2 separate regions of the Ovis aries genome follow, and region 2 is linked to region 1. The links are chromatin contacts, called in public Hi-C maps. All regions are on one chromosome and are shown on one strand. Each heading gives the region's core, a stretch centred on a gene start, on an enhancer-like site or on the middle of the called end of the contact. The rest is flanking DNA. Distances are from core to core; before and after follow the strand shown.

Region 1 (3,142 bases), core at 81-2,580:
GTTGTTGTTCAGTTGCTCAGTCATGTCCAGTTCTTTGCGACCCCCATGGACTGCAGCATGCCAGGCTTCCCTGTCCTTCACCATCTCCTGGAGTTTGCTCAAATTCATGTCCATGGAGTCAATGATGCCATCCAACCACCTTATCCTCTCTCGCCCCTTCTCCTTCTGCCTTCAATCTTTTCCAGCATCAGGGTCTTTTCTACCTTGATTAAATCTTAACCCTTCTGCAAATACAGCCCCACCCAAGAGTATGCTGCTAAAGTCACGGGGATTATTATCTCTTAAAGGCTCAATGGTAAAGAACCTGCCTGCAATGCCGGAGACACAGGATCAATCCCTGGGTCGGGAGGATCCCCTGGAGAAGGGACCAGGAACCCACTCCAGTATTCTTGCTTGGGAAATCCCATGGACAGAGGAGCCTGGCAGGCTAAAGTCCATGGGGTGGCAAAGAGTTGGACAGGTCTGAGCAGACAAAACAGACCAAGGACAAGCCCCTCTCCGCCTTCCTCAACCTGCCTGTGCCAGACGCTTCACCTTTTCACCCCGCAGTTCACTTCAGCCCACCTCCAAGGGGATGTGAAGATCAAATGAGAAACGAGTGGGAAAGGTGCTTTGAAAACAGCCACACCAGTAACCCTGTTCGTTTGATCGATTTTGAGATGGACAACAACAAAAACTACTGCCCTTCCAAGCGCCAGAAAAAAAAGACCCTTTATTTGCATAAAGGCTGTTGGATACTGTTTCTGTGATGATCTTGAGCTAGTCTCCTCCCGACCCCGCCAGGCCTCAGTTTCCCCATCCATAACAGAGCCTGCAGACCGAGTTCCATCCTGAAAAGGGTCTTTGGGGGCGTTTGTCATGGGAAGCGCCTTTTGCACAAAGGAGTGTCACTCAAGCTACACTGGTGGGCGATTTTTAGTAGATAAAACATTCGCCCTGCAGCTGGGATTTCACCGCCTCCGTTCGGTTCCCAAGGGACTGCGGCGCAAGGCTAGGCTTTCAGTGGGACTAGCAGACTGGAGGGGACAGAGGGGAGGGGTGGGACGCAGGGAGCGCCTGGGTTGCTACGGAGGTGGGCTTCCAGGAGCTTTATTTTCTTTCACACTCGAGGAAACGCAAGCTCGGGAGGCGGCGAGCCGGGATTCGAACCCGCGGACGCCGGGCCGCAGGGGCGGGGTGCATCCCCTGGAGCGGATGCCGGGGGTCAACGGAGCGCGGGGCCGCGCTTCCTCCGGCCGCCCAGGCGGCTGGCCGGCCAGCCGCTCGGCAGGCGCTGCTTTGTCCTTTTATGTTCGCGCGGGGCCGGGAACTCCCTGCCCGGGGCCGCGGCCGGCGAACAATGCGCCGTTTCCTGCCGCCCGGCCCGCCGCGGCCCCGCGCCCGCTCCCCGCCCCGCGGCCGCCGGGAAGTGAGCCGGAGCCCTGCCGGCCGCGCCGGTACAGCGGGTCGCGCCCCGGGAGACGGCGGGGGCCGGGGAAGGGCCGCGGGCGGGGGCAGAGGCGGCAGCCGGTGGGCGTCCGTCCCTTCCCGGCGCACGGAGCACGCGGCTGGCTCCGGTGGGACGGGTCCCCGCGTGCTCAGAGGCCCGGGCGGGCGGGGCACCCAGGGACCCTCTCAATCCCGCACAGTCCCCCACCCAGCTGCCCGCGTGTCTGCAACGCCCGCGGCCTGCGCTGGGCGCTGCGATTCAGCAGGGAGCAAAACCAGAGACGCCCCGGTCTCCTGCAGCTAACAGTGCGGCCAGGGGGAAAGCAGTGAGCCTCACACAGCACTGAATTACTAATATATTGTGTATTTTAAAGTGACATACAGACACTACTCTGTATAAAATAGGTAACCACTGAACACCCATTGTGTAGCACAGGGAACTCTATTCAATGCTCTGTGATCGCCTAAATGGGAAGGAAATCCAAAAAAGAGAGGATGTGTATATACCTATAGCTCATTCACTTTGCTATAAACAGAAAACTAACACGATATTGTAAAGCAACTATACTCCGACAAAAAAATTTTTTAAGTGATACTTTTTTGGGAGAAAATAAGAGACTGGCACGGGAAATTGGGTCTCTTTTAAATGGGTGGTTATAGATGTTTCTGGAGTAGGAAACGGCAACCCACTCCAGTATTCTTGCCTGTGAAGTCCTATGGACAGAGGAGCCTGAAGGGCTACAGTCCATGGGGTGGCAAAAGAGTCCAACAGGACTAAGCAAGTAAACAAAAAAAACATAGATGTTTGGACTTCCTGGTACTTCAACTGGTAAAGAATCCGCCTGCAATGCAGGAGACCCCAGTTCGATTCCTGGGTTGAAAAGATCCCCTGGAGAAGGGGTAGTCTACCCCCTCCAGTATTCTTGGGCTTCCCTGGTGGTTGGGAAAATCCCCTGGAGGAAGGCATGGCAACCCACTCCAGGATATCTGCCTGGAGAACCCCATGGACAGAGGAGCCTAGTGGGCTACAGTCCTTGGGGTCACAGAGAGTCGGACATGACTGAGCAGCTGAGCACAGCATAGATGTTTAGCTGAGAAGGTGACATTTGTGCATAGATACACTGAACATGAGTCATAAACAGACATATACATCTCAAAAGAATACACAATATATCCCATCTGTGCATTACACACACACGCACTGTTTACATTGATGAGCCTATGTACACCCCATGCATAATAAATAATATTATGTGCACACAACACTTTACATACATGTGCACCTATGAGGCCACGTATGATGCAGTGTATCTGTACAGTATGAGTGTCCTCTACACCATATTTGCATCTATATGTATCACCTCTCTGCACACACATTTATCTCCATGCCTCAACCCAGATATCCATCATTCCCGTATTTACATATACTCTTCAGCTCCCCAGTACAAGGTCTGGTGTACAAGTACAGGCTCGTATATATCACATACCTCAAGTATGTGATTTTTCTAGTTTCATAAGCCATTTGTCAATATAATGCATCATAACACTTTAGAGCCAACTCATTGGAAAAGACTGATGCTGGAAAAGACTGAGGGCAGGAAGAGAAGCGTGCAACAGAGGATGAGATGGTTGGATGCATCACTGACTCAATGAACATAAGTTTGAGCAAGCTCTGGGAGATGGTGAAGGAAGGGAAGCCTGGCGTGCTGCAGTC
Region 2 (3,179 bases), core at 573-3,072, 110 kb after region 1:
TATCACATGATCTCTCTGAACCTCAGTTTCTTCATCAATGAAATGGGTACAATAAGAACCACTACCTAATGGGGTTATTGTAAAAAAAAAAATAGCATGATTGTAAAATACCTGCCCTGGATTGAAGTACAGAGGAGTAGCACCTGGGTTTATTATGTTCAAAAGAAGATAGTCGAGGAGGAGGTTGTCCGTCTCTGGTCATTTCTGGCTCATCTCTGGTGGATGTTGGAGGGTGCGTGCATATGTGTGTGCCTGTGCACACACCTCACCAGCTTTCACACTGCAACTGTACTCTTAGTGGAAAAGATTACGGTCCAAAGAGAAACTTTCCACTCTGTATAAATGGCTGAAAATGCAGCAAGTGGGAGATGCCGTTGGCTGGGGTTGGAACAATTTCTGTGTACCTTGGTGTGTATAAAGGAACAGATATTTTTCTCTTTTGAGGCTACAGGAGGTGTGAGTCTGTAGCAATAACCTGGAGGGCAAATGCCTCATCTGCCTGTGCCTATTAAGATGTGTCTGTGTGTGCATGACTGAAGCTGTGCCCACCAGGAATCCTGTGTCTTCAGAGGTGTATGGTCTGTCTCTGACTATAAATGGTTATCTCGCCATCTGTAGGGATACGTGTGTATATCTGAGAGTATCTGAGTAGAGGACACGGGGTGTCACATGGGTTTGGAGCTCTCTGTGGGAATCTGCTCTCTTAACTATGAATGTGTGTACACGTCTAAGAACAGTTGTGTGGGGTGTTTACATTTGTAAATGAAGACAATTAGGAAGGTGATGGCATGGGCCACTGTGTGGAGGTGGGGTGTGTGGTGCCTGTAGGGCTGGATCTGAGTGTGCATATTTGTTTTTAGAAGATGATGTATATTTATATGTCCCTCTGAGCTCAATTTGTGTGTAGAGAAAGGGGCCAAGGTTGTGAGTGTCCACTTATGTGTGTGTACATTGCATGTCAATGTGTGTAAGGCTCTGTCTTTAAGTCTTTTGTGTCTGGGTCGTTGGAAGCTGTGTCTCCTCTCTCAGTGCCAGGGCCTCCTTGCCTCCTGCATCTCTCTCACTATCAGTAGACCCCTAGAGAAAGTGAGATGGGCATTAGACTGCTTAGCTCAGCAAATTCTGCAGGGTAGGGGGATGTCTCAGGCAATCCCTCCCTGGAGAATTCAGGGGAACAACATCCCCCCCCCCAACCTCTCCCACCCAACCCAGTCCTATTTAGGATGGGATGTAACCCAAGCCCTTAGGAACTGGTGTGCCCTCCGTTTGTTATGGAGCACAGGCAGCTGTGCAGGTGTATGAGTTATGTGTGCATGCCTTGTGCTCGTGTAAATGAGGCAAACAGGTAATCATTTGCATCAGCATGTACACAAACGTGCCAGGCATGGGATTGCATCAGGAGAGTCTGATGTGTGACTTTATATGAAACCCATCTCGGCCCAAGGTGTGAGCATGGGTCCCTCTTGTACCTGTAAGTGGGGCTGTGGCTGAGAGCTGTGGGTGCCCCGTCAAGGGGCGGAGGGGGCGGTGATGAGCGCTGGGTGTCTGTGCGCCTGCCGGTGCCTTTTGTATGTCAGCGTGTCCCTCAGCCTCTCTGTCGGCGGTTCTGAGTTTCTGTGTGTCTGTCGGTCTGTGTGTGTATCTCTGGGTCGCCGCCTCGCTGTGTGTGTCTCGCTCTCCCTTGGCGGGGAGGGGATTGGTCACGCATGACTCATCTTGAACCGAGCGGGGCTCCAGCGGCAGGGCGGCCGCCGCCGCAGCTGGAAGGGGAGGAGGACCAGGAGGAGGGAGAGGAGGAGGAGGAGGGGGCGGGGGCCTCTCCAAGTTTGTCGGGACCTTCTTCCGAGGCAGCGGCGGCGGCAGCCAGGGAGGCCGGGGCTGCGCGCGGGCCGGGGGCGGGGGCTGGGGCCGGGGCCGGGGCGGCGGGGCCGGCGCCTCCGCTCCCCTCCTGCTCGTGGTTCAGCCTTTGCTCGCACTGCGGCCGTGGCCCCTCTCTGCACGGCTCTCCGAGCCGCGCGCCCGCCGAGCCCGCCGCTCCCCGGCCCATGTACTGGAAGCATGAGAACGCCGCCCCGGCGCTGCCAGAGGGCTGCCGGCTGCCGGCCGAGGGCGGCCCCGCCGCCGACCAGGTGAGCGAGCGAGCGAGTGGGTGAGCCGCCCGGGCCGGGGTCGGATGGGGCCGGGACCCAGCCGGGCCGGGCCGGGCGACGGGCGGCCGCGGGGAGGAGGGGTGCGGGGGTGCGCCTGGGAGTGTGTGTCTGTGAGTGTGTGAGCGCGCGCGAGCACGAGGGGGGGGGGGGTCGCGGAAAACGGGAACACATTATGCAAATGTTGGAGGAATTTCTCAAAAAGCGATTTAGCAAAGACACAGGCGAATCAAGAGGAGGCGAGGCGGGTATTGTCCGTCTGAATAGGCGCTGATAGCGCCGATGCGCCTGGGGTTGTGCCGGCGCAACGCTGAGAATCGCGGCGCGGGGCCGGTCCCGGGAGCTCCGAGGGGCTGGAGGGTGCTCTTTCCTCTTCTTGGACGCCTCCCTTTTCTCTTTTGGGCCCCGTTTCGTCCCCGATCTCGCCCCCGTTTTGCTCTGGGTTTCCCTCGGACTGGCCCTCGGAAAGCGCCTGAATCCGCGTCAGCATCGCCGCATCAATTTGGCCGCGCGCGCGGGGCGGACGGGCTGATGCTCCCAGCGCTCAGGGTTTTATTTTCCTCAAGCGCCCCTCCCCAATCTCTTTTTTATTTTCTTTCTTTCTCTCTTTTCTCCTTTTTGCATTTTGCGCCGAGAGGAGGAGAAGGGAGCGAGGAAGGGGGGTGGGTGGAGGGAGAAAAAATTCGATTTTTAATTACTACCATTAAAAAATCAAATTTGCAATTCTTTGGGCGGCCTGATGGATCTCACTGATTGACAGTTGGAATTGACACTCTGGCTACCTCTTATCTTGGGCATTCACGACAATTTCTAATTGCAGGTAGTTTGTGTGTGTGCGCGTGTTTTTTTTCCCCCTCAGAGGCTTGGATTGCAAGGGAACTAAGCGATTACTTCAAGAGCCACGGGTTAAGTGCAGGGAGAGGGGGAGAGAGAGGGAAAAAATCCAATCCAAATTCAAATTGCTTCATTAGAGAGACACCGCTTTTGTGGGGAAGGGCTTTAAATGCCCACTACAAAGTTAGGACTCATTGT

What was found. Hi-C and Micro-C count contacts between places; a contact is called where the count stands out from the background.
Region 2: a contact with region 1 is called in a Hi-C map of liver, with 4 times the contacts expected there. The contact joins the promoter of LHX6 here to the enhancer-like site in region 1. A contact is called at or near these places in 2 of 16 Hi-C or Micro-C datasets (liver and tail adipose tissue).

The regions. Positions count from the first base shown.
Region 1 is chr3:13,557,476-13,560,617 of ARS-UI_Ramb_v3.0, forward strand. No RefSeq gene overlaps it. Among named protein-coding and RNA genes, the nearest start is that of PTGS1, 19 kb to the left of the region's middle. Within about 2 kb of position 1,331, at least 6 of the 54 cell types and tissues checked have an H3K27ac peak or open chromatin away from gene starts, as enhancers often do. A contact at or near this core is called in liver, where this site is marked.
Region 2 is chr3:13,667,615-13,670,793 of ARS-UI_Ramb_v3.0, forward strand. LHX6 (LIM homeobox 6) reads left to right here and starts at 1,823. Exons shown (of 9, transcript XM_027966474.2): 1 at 1,823-2,129. The coding sequence starts at 2,046.